Linked DNA regions of Zea mays: region 1 is linked to region 2. The links are chromatin contacts, called in public Hi-C maps. All regions are on one chromosome and are shown on one strand. The core of a region is the stretch at or near the end of the contact, and the rest is flanking DNA. Distances in the headings are between cores, read along the strand shown. Region 1 holds the start of LOC100382007 (putative RING zinc finger domain superfamily protein). Region 2 holds the start of LOC100384084.

Evidence for each region. A called contact is a pair of places that touch in the nucleus more often than the background predicts.
Region 1: a Hi-C map of tassel shows a contact between it and region 2, with 2.5 times the contacts expected there. The contact joins the promoter of LOC100382007 here to the promoter of LOC100384084 in region 2. A contact is called at or near these places in 3 of 25 Hi-C or Micro-C datasets (bundle sheath, ear and tassel).

Annotation. Positions count from the first base shown.
Region 1 is chr3:38,255,211-38,259,941 of Zm-B73-REFERENCE-NAM-5.0, reverse strand. It overlaps LOC100382007 (putative RING zinc finger domain superfamily protein), which reads right to left and starts at 1,975. Exons shown (of 5, transcript NM_001174773.1): 1 at 1,694-1,975. It also overlaps the pseudogene LOC111591253.
Region 2 is chr3:37,979,864-37,984,660 of Zm-B73-REFERENCE-NAM-5.0, reverse strand. LOC100384084 reads left to right here and starts at 1,297. Exons shown (of 14, transcript NM_001350051.1): 1 at 1,297-1,397; 2 at 1,483-1,719; 3 at 1,908-2,038; 4 at 2,337-2,649; 5 at 2,846-2,929; 6 at 3,041-3,205; 7 at 3,291-3,397; 8 at 3,529-3,707; 9 at 3,942-4,103; 10 at 4,317-4,532; 11 at 4,622-4,659; 12 at 4,767-4,797. The coding sequence starts at 2,424.

The DNA.
Region 1 (4,731 bases), core at 726-3,225, 270 kb before region 2:
GTCGACTAGCCGACTTTAAAACCTTGTACTGAAGGGACTTCAAGAGAGGCAATGGAACATGACAAAGACACATAGGAAAACATAAACTAATATGAACCCAACATTAAGACATGAATGATCAGGTAGGGGTCATTAGCCCAAACTAGGATAAAGAACACAAACAGGTTCTTGTTCCTGCTGTATTTGAATTTGTTTTGGTGAAGCAGAAGTGTATGGAGAAAGCAAATTTTCTAGCAAATGGAAGAACACTAGTAGCATGCTTTCAATACATGTGCATTCCCTCATACACCCCCAAATACTTCCAGGTGGGAACATCAATATCTATAAAGCAACCACTTCATTTATTCACAGCAAGAAACAACAAAACCTTTTGGTTCCAGCCCCAAGCAAATTGGGGTAGTCTAGAGTTCAAAAACAACAGAAGCCACAAATCAAGGTTCACATGGATAGCTGTTCTCCATTCACTCCTATTCAAGATCATCCTTTGAAATCTCCTTTTCCTACCTCTTCCCATGTCCCTGCCTCTCTTCCTATTACTATCACACTTTAGCGCCTAAGAATCCCATTACACATTGCACTACACACCCGTGCCTTTGGAGGTCTCCGTTGTTTGGAGAAGCTTGCCTCACTTCATATTATTATCGCGCCTTAGAATCCCGCTACACGCTGCACTACACACTCGTGCCTTTGGAGATCTCCGTTAGCGCCTTAAAATCCCACTACGTGCTGCATTACACACTCATCCCTTTAGAGGTCTCTGTTGGTTGGAGAAGTTTTTCTTCCATTGGTGCTACCCATATCATCGTTCTGGATTCTACCCCTTCTTGCACGACCACAAATCAAACGCAACAGCCAACATTCGCATTACATATTTCTGCAACACTTATCTGAACATGATGTCCCCTTCTTGTATGACCACAAATCCAACGCTACATACACATTTCGCATTTCCACGGCACTTATCTGAACATGGTGTCTTTTTGTAGACTGACATGCTGCACCATTCACAATAACAGAGCTAAAAGAAATGAGAAATAGATGCTTGTTTATAATTGAAGGCACAAAGCTGGGGGAGCTGGCTAACTACAGTTGGGTGAAAATGTGTGGAGGAAGAAAGCAGCTGTTAGGTAGACCAGCATCAAGACATTCCAAAACTAAAGTACACTCAAAGGCCAGGTCCTTCACCCCACACAACAAAATAGCATCTCGCATCTGTTCTTACTGCCGAAAAAGCACTGTGCAAAACCATGGCAGGATGGAACAAGCACACTATTTTATTGTTCGGTATCCGGATTAAAGCAAAACAAATATAATTCTGCACCCAGAGCCAGAACACAATACGATGTGCAATTCGAAAGGTCATGACTATATTGCTTTCGAGCCACAATTATTCTCCATATGATTTTTTTTTTCGTCAAAAGTCTCGATATTTAACTGATAAATAACGAAAGACCCGATGGTAAATCTACCTTAAGAATTTATGGCAGGAGCTAACACAAAATATCAGGTAAAATCAATACAATATCACACTCGAATCATATGCAAAGAGTACAGCTCACTAGGATACCAGATGGGAAGTGAGCACCGATGAAAAGCCACAATTCATCTGGAGCTACCTACCCCGACGGCACCAAAATTCCCCATCTGGACCCCCAACTAACGCAAAAGGTGCCCCCAAGTTCGCAGGAATTACCTCGAATCACGCGAACAACGAGCCCCGATCCGCCAGACTAACATCCAGCGGCTGCACCGTCGCCGAAGAAACACCGACCTAACGGCGCGGGGCCCGGATCTGTCACGGCTGGGCCACAGCAACGGCGGACGCCCAAGACCGCTCCCCGCCGCCGCAAGCAGGGGTGTGTTCCTTTAGGGTTGGAGCTCGGGGCAGGCGTGGGGTGAGATTGAGAGGTGGAAGCGACGCAGAGGAGAGAGGAAGGGGAGAGAAGGGCAGTGTGGCTGTGCGGGTACAAAACCCGGTGCGGATGGGAATGTGTCTCGGAGTCCCGGTCGCCGCTTTGGCGCTGTGCCTGGCTGAGAGCGGAAACGGAACTGCTCCGGCCACCCACTTGGGACTTGTTCGGTTATTTTCAATCCATATGGATTGAAGGGGATTGATACGGATTGAAGGGAATTTTGACTTACTAAGGATTGAAACTCCCTCAATCCCCCTCAATCCATATGGATTGGGGTATAACCGAACAAGCCCTTGAGTGGACACGAGACCGCGCCTCGCGACGCTTCTTTCCGCTGCCGCCGGGCCACGTGCACGGCGTCTCATCCTGCGTGTCCCGGACCCGGGCCCACCTGCATTGTCTCGTGAGGCGTGAGCGCATGCTGTCCACCTGACCACCTCTGTGGCGGCTTTTTTTACAGGGGTTGTTTTCGCCGGTCGTTCTCATGGTTTATCTCGAGAATATTACGACGATCAACGCACTTCGTGCGTTGTTAAAGTCTGTAGGTATAACGTATTACGTAGTTTATTAGAGAGTTTGTAGTTCGAAAATCTATCCAATAAATTCATGGTGCTCAGTGCTGTAACTCGTAAATATATGCATGTGAGACTTGGTTATTTATCTTATAACCATCTGTATATTTTAATTTATTTTAAGGTCGGGCTCTAAATTGTGTTTGAGATTGTATCATATGTTTATATTTGTCTTTAGATCAAACTTTATACATGTTCGTTTGTGTTTCCTTTTCTGTTTTTTTATTTTCTATTTGTGTTTTTATTGTTCAATCTGAGTTCTTATTTATCTCGGCTTCTTACAAATCTATTTAATAAAAAAATACATGGCTTAACTTATCTTGAATGTATCACTGCTAGATGCATATTGTTTTAACTGAACATTGGAGACATCTCAACTCCTATAAAACACTTGGTTTTCTTATTTTCACCTTCGTCTTTTTTTTTAAAAAAAAATCTCTATACCCTTTTTCAATCTAACCCACGAACCACAGTCTAACATCTTCTTTGTTCCTTTGGAGCACCAGTTTCGTACGTCACGTGTGAAGTATGTAAGTCTGTCCATCTCCCTCATTTCTTGGCTAACAATAGGTCTAATAGGCTGCACACATGGCAGTTGGACCCGTAGGTATGGATACCCGCGGGTTTCGTACCCACCGGATATGGATACGGGTACAAAAACTCACCCGTGGGTCCTATCGGGTTGGATACCCGAAATACATCGGGTCGGGTATGGGTAAAATACTTTACCCACGTATCAAAATACCTCTTTAAATGTGCTACATCCACTAAAAATGTGCTATATTCACTAGAAAAACTCACTCGCATATGTTGTTGATTAATGAATATTAATTTGTGTTGTGTTAACAGTCAAATGTAATGTAATCGAGACCAATGAGACATTGACAATGTTATAACTGTCAACTGTCATAAACTCATTAAGCTTTTATTCTCTGTACTCAAATTTAAATTTATTGGATGTGATAATTATGAGTTGAGATATTGTATCGACGTGTAGCCAAATATAGTCATTCTTGTGTTGCATTGGTGCTTAGATGTAAACTAAAATATTTTATGCATTTATTATAGCATTAACCGAATGTTATTTAGTCTACAATAACATATCCACTGGATACCCGATACCCGGTGGATACCCGATGGGCATGGGTACGGGTACAGTTTATCACCCGATTGGCTTGGTGGGTATGAATATTTGTAGAAGTCTCGGGTACAATTTCGGCTCGGGTATTATTATACCCGAACAAAACCCGACCCGCTGTCATCCCTACACATGAGCCATGAGAAACCATCAAAGCCCAACATGACAGGAAGGTACACACAGCACATCGCTTTTACATAGTATCACCACACTAGCTGAAGAAGAATGAACGACCAAGCGAGCTATAGAAAAAGAGTCTTTTTCAACGCATACTTTTCTCGACCTTTTGACTAAAATAAAGTGTAATATTTTGTTCTTATCAGTTTAATATCTGATATGTGAACCACATGTTCATTTTGATATTAAATTTATTATATATATATATAATATGATTATGTGCCACCTGTCGGCGTTTCGAGACCGGGGGGGGTCCCTGGGCCGACGAGTGAATGTCGCCGCGTGCCCCAGCCCAGATGGGTCGAGCGCGAGGGCGAGCGCGAAGGGGGGAGAGCGAGGCGGCCGGAGACCGGCGTGAGAGAGGTGGGAATCCCGCGGCCTTCGTGTTCGTCCCGCGCCCAGGTCGGGTGCGCTTGCAGTAGGGGGTTACAAGCGTCCACGCGGGAGAGGGAGCGAGCGGCTCCAAGCGGGCGCCTGTCTCGTCCTCGTCCCCGCGCGGCCAACCCTCTCTAAGAGGGCCCTGGTCCTTCCTTTTATAGGCGTAAGGAGAGGATCCAGGTGTACAATGGGGGGTGTAGCAGAGTGCTACGTGTCTAGCGGAGGAGAGCTAGCGCCCTAAGTACATGCCGTTGTGACAGCCGGAGAGATTTTGGCACCCAGCTGGTGTGATGTCGTGGCCGTCGGAGGAGCGATGGAGCCTGGCGGAGGGACAGCTGTCGGAGCAGTTGAGTCCTTGCTGACGTCGTCTTGCTTCCGTAAGGGGGCTGAGAGCCGCCGTCGTCACAGAGTACGCGGGGCGCCATCATTGCCTATCTGGCGGAGCTAGCCAGATGGGACGTCGGTCTTGTTCCCTGTGGCCCGAGTCAGCTCGGGGTAGGGTGATGATGGCGCCTCCTGTTGACGTGGCTGGCCTGCGCCCTAGGTTGGGCGA
Region 2 (4,797 bases), core at 48-2,547:
AAAGATCACAGCAGCAGAGGGGCAAACTTTATCATCACCCAATGATCATTCTATATCTGAGGCGGTTGCCAGAAAGGATATCGTCAGTGGGGACGAGAAAGCATTTTCAGGCTGAAGACACCGCCACCTCATATATGCAAGGATGTGTTAAAAGGATAGGGTGGGCAGGAAGATCAAGGATGTATCTTGAAAAGTTGAGAGAATGATCTACACAAACTAAACTAAACACGAAATGGATTGGATTTCATCTTGCAAATTAAAAGCGCATAAATTTGGTGCCTTTTTCTTCTTTTTTTAATCTCGAGTGATGGGTAAGATTTCCCTTAAAAAGACTCATGCCAACTTCTCTCTGTTAGTAGTTCATGGGGGTAGTGTGCCCATGAACCATGATCATCATATAATACGTACGATTCCTGTGGCCCCATACAGAACTTGTCATAACATTCATATGCATCTCTGTTTCACCGGACAGCAAAGTACACATGCAGATGCCGTCCTTCGGCTCGGCGAATCATAGGCATACAATACAAGGATAGGGGACATGCCAGGTCACTCCAAAACTCCACAGGATCAATGGGCCCTCGAGGATTATTTGTCCACAGTTGGTCACTGCGGCCTCACCGGTGGTGGAAGTGGAACTGCACAGTCGAGATCCGCAACCAATAAGACCGCCATTCATGCCCTCGCTTTAATTTGCGCTCTTCCTTAGAAGCAAAAAAAAAAAAAGGGAAATGAGTTTTCGTATGTGCCCTTCGTTCTTGCTCACGGAAGTGGTTCTTGCCAAGACAACCAACCCATGGTGGTTACCTATACCTTTTCTTCCTTAGCGATCCACGACCACTTCGAATTGAAGGCGGTGATCTCATTGTGGTGCACATCACGACATGCCTCAGCGACTGCCGATCTGCTTCCTACCTGGTCAAGCAATGCTCATCTGCAGTAGCTTGGGGGGGCATCTTCTGAAGGGACCAATCAATGCCTTTTTTTTCAAGTACTGCTACTGTGAGGCATGGTCAGAAGCTGGAATCAGAATCCAACATCTCGACGCACAGCCCCACGCCTGTTGAACCTCTGAAAAGTTCAGCATGGCACATGGTTGGTGAGCTTTCCGATGACAGCTGAACGGGAATGATTTTGATCTCACTAGCACAGCATACTTCCAGCCATTAAACATTGTCGCCATATGGCACATAATACAATCTATCGTGGCCTCATCTATACACTAATCAGCATCCCCCCCTCCCGACGGCCCCTCCCTCCATCTCTCTCACACTCACCTCTCTCTCTCTCTCTGACACAAACACCGAGGGAGTAGTGACTACTACTGTCCTCAGACCTGTTGTGGACTTGTGGCACTGACTGGCTGAGTTTGATCTCCCTTGACCACAGAATCCTATGTATATAGCTCGTTCCCTCTTTGTCTTTAAACATAGCCGAAACAGTAAGTTCCATGACCAGTTATTCCAACTATTCTACGTATAGCTGAAGCAGCCAGAAGAGTTCCTGAGGGTAGCATGATGCCATCCATGGCGGATCCTACTGTCGAGGCTCCGAATGCTGAAGCCAACAGGAGGCAATAACCTGCAGGTTGCATACTCTCATGTGCTTTGCTCTCAGCCCCTTCAGTTCACTGCTTTTGTGTGGGTTGGGGACTGTTTCCTCTGACGGGGACACGGCCGCGGCGATGGATATGAGGCACAGAATCCGCAGTCTTTGAAGGTGAAAAGAGCTAGCCGGGAAGGGATATTTTGTTTGTGAGCTTCGGCTTCCTTCTCTTCCAATGATCCATCCAAGCCTTATTTCGCACTCGAATTGCTTCGCAAGGAGAAGCGATGGAGCTGGAGCCTTGGAAATGCGGGTGGTTGGACGCCTTCGAGTACAACTGACCCTTTTTTTTTCTTGAATAGGTGATAGGGACCTGGGAACTCCAAGCTGCTCTTAAGCAATGTATGGGGGTGCTCTCCGGAGGCAGCTCCCGCATCCAGCGTTTCCCTTCGTATTATGCTCTGCGAACATTTGACCGAGCATGGGAGTGCAGGTACGACGAACTAGGAACGCCTTCTCTTGTATACATTTATCTTCTTTTTTGTTTCTGGTTTTTCGCCGTCTAGTCTTCGAGGGGAAAAAACTGGTCAGAAAATTGATTGGAAAATCATAGCAAAAAGTCTTGGATGTCAAATACACGCAGTAAGCTTAGACCTGATGAAACAGTCCAATTTGATTCATGTCTGACTTCAACAAAACACTGCTCTCTCTCTCTCTCTCTCTCTCTCTCTCTCTCTCTCTCTCTCTCTCTTAATCTTCAATGTTAGTACTAATCAATTCCGAAACGATAGGAGGTATCACCAGCAGATAAAGGAACCGGGCCAGAATGATAGAGTAGCCATACTGGTTCATCTGCTGGCTTTGCATAATACCCGAACATGGATGGCAAATCAGGGAACATAGTGCAGAGTCTGCCTGATACGCTGTCATCCCTCATGGGGCTCAACAAGTACCTCGCACCCAGAACCAGCTATATCGAATCGGTGTCTCACATCATCGAGGAGTTGTCACCAACCAAACCGAAGATGAAAGTAATGGTTCACACGGCTCAAAATATTTGTTCTGATGATACAGATTCAGATGCTGAAGCTGCAAAGGTTCAAGGTATGCAGTTCTAACACTTTCCCTCAAACTCTATAAAAATTTCTGAATATTTTCTTTCTTTCTTTTTGGTTACAGAACAGATAGACTAGTTTTATCACTTCAAAAAAACAGATAGACTAGTTTCGCTGAATGCTTGGCTAAAGCAGATAACACAGCAGTAAAGTTCTCATGTCTTCTCTTTGTTTGGTCATAACAGAGGAACTGGTTTTGCTGGATGGTAAACTAAAGCAGATAACGCTGCAGAGGAGGCAGTCACTAAATAACTATTTGGATCTGAAAGGTTGATGTCTCTCCTCGACTTTTTCTGTGTTTGGCTTGATAAATATAAAGGTCACTAAATGTAATGGAATTGTTTAGAGTTCTGTTTAAGTGATATGCATCCGTTTTTCAGGGAATATAAGGGTGTTCTGTCGTGTGAGGCCTTTTCACCATGAAGAAAATTATCAATCCAGAACTCTGTACACCCTGGATGAGAGTAATATATTCCTAAAAGTTGCTGAGACCAAGATAAAGCAATACAAGTTTGACAAGGTTTTCAACCAATGCTCAACACAAGGTATAACAGATTTGCGTTTATAGGAACTGCGAAACTGAAGTGAATAATTTGAATGCAAGTCAGGTTACAGTAGTGTGATTTCCAGGTGATGTATTTGCTGAAGTGGAACCAGTGATAAAATCAGCTTTAGATGGCTATAATGTTTGTATATTTGCCTATGGTCAGACAGGTAGTGGAAAAACTTATACCATGGTGAGCTTTACTTATTCCAGCTCCTTATCTCATTCATGAAGAACAAAAAATGAAAAATAAGAAGCCCAAACAAACTGAAACCAACAGAAATTTAATATTTTATGTTTATAATCCATTACCACTTCAATCAGGAAGGCAAGCCTACAGATCTAGGTGTCATACCACGTGGGATTCAAGCACTGTTTGATCGAACTTCAGAGAGCAACAGAAGGTTTCTGTTCACTTTCAGTATGCTCGAGATATATATGGGAAATTTGCGAGACCTGCTAGTTCCAAGAGGCAAGGCACAAGGTTTTAAGAAGGTACCAAGGTAATAAAAATGCCTAAAAATAGCGTGTGAATATTTAGACATAATAAAAGGATCTAAATTGGAGATAGTGTGGCAATCCAGCAATCGACCACTCAAGAGTCAAGACATGAATTGGCATAGGTGGTTTTTGTACAATTTTGTTGGTGCAGGTTAACTAATCAACATACATATGTGAACACTTATCACCATTTCATCTTTTCATTTGTTGGAAGTTAACAATTATTCTGCATACAGCCTTTCCATTAAAACAGATCCAGATGGCGGCATCGAGATTGAAAACCTAGTGGCAGTTACTGTCAGTAGTTTTCATGAAGTGAAAAGACTATATGAAGTGGGGACCCACTTTAGATCAACAGCTTCCACTATGGCTAATTCTACATCAAGCAGATCTCACTGGTAACCTTTTTATTTTACTAACAAAAAAACCTTACTACTATAACAATTGAAAAGGCGTCAGCCATGGCTGCATCTGACTGAAAGAGACCTGGAATCAAAAGTGCATGCTTACTGAAACCTTATTATGCTTGGACAAGAAAGTGGCTGCTTTACTGAAAATACCATGGAAAATTTTCTATAGTGAAGTCTTATACTCTTCCTTATGTGCAACAGTTTGATTCGTATTTCATTGACCTCATTTGACGCACCAGAGAGGAAAAGAGCAAGAAACAAATTATGGATGATTGATCTAGGTGGAAGTGAAAGGCTTGTAAAGACAAAGGCAACTGGGAAAAGGCTCAAGGAAGGCAAAGCCATAAATCTGTCGCTGTCAGCCCTAGCGGATGTCATAGATGCACTACAGACCAAAAAATCCCACATCCCTTATAGGTAAATAAAATCCCTAATATACTGGTGTCTGGCAGTTGTCACAACAGTTTTTTATTTTCAAGACAATGATACAAATTCATAATTCTTAGGAATAGCAAGCTCACACAAATTCTTAAAGATTCTATAGGTAAGTAGCATCTCACTGACAGTTCCATAAATGCAGAAAAAATGCTGCTTTCTTATTTTACAAACTCAGTTTTCTTGTAGCTCATCTTGGTGTATTCGTTTTAACAGGATGTGAGTCCAAAACGCTTATGCTTGTTCA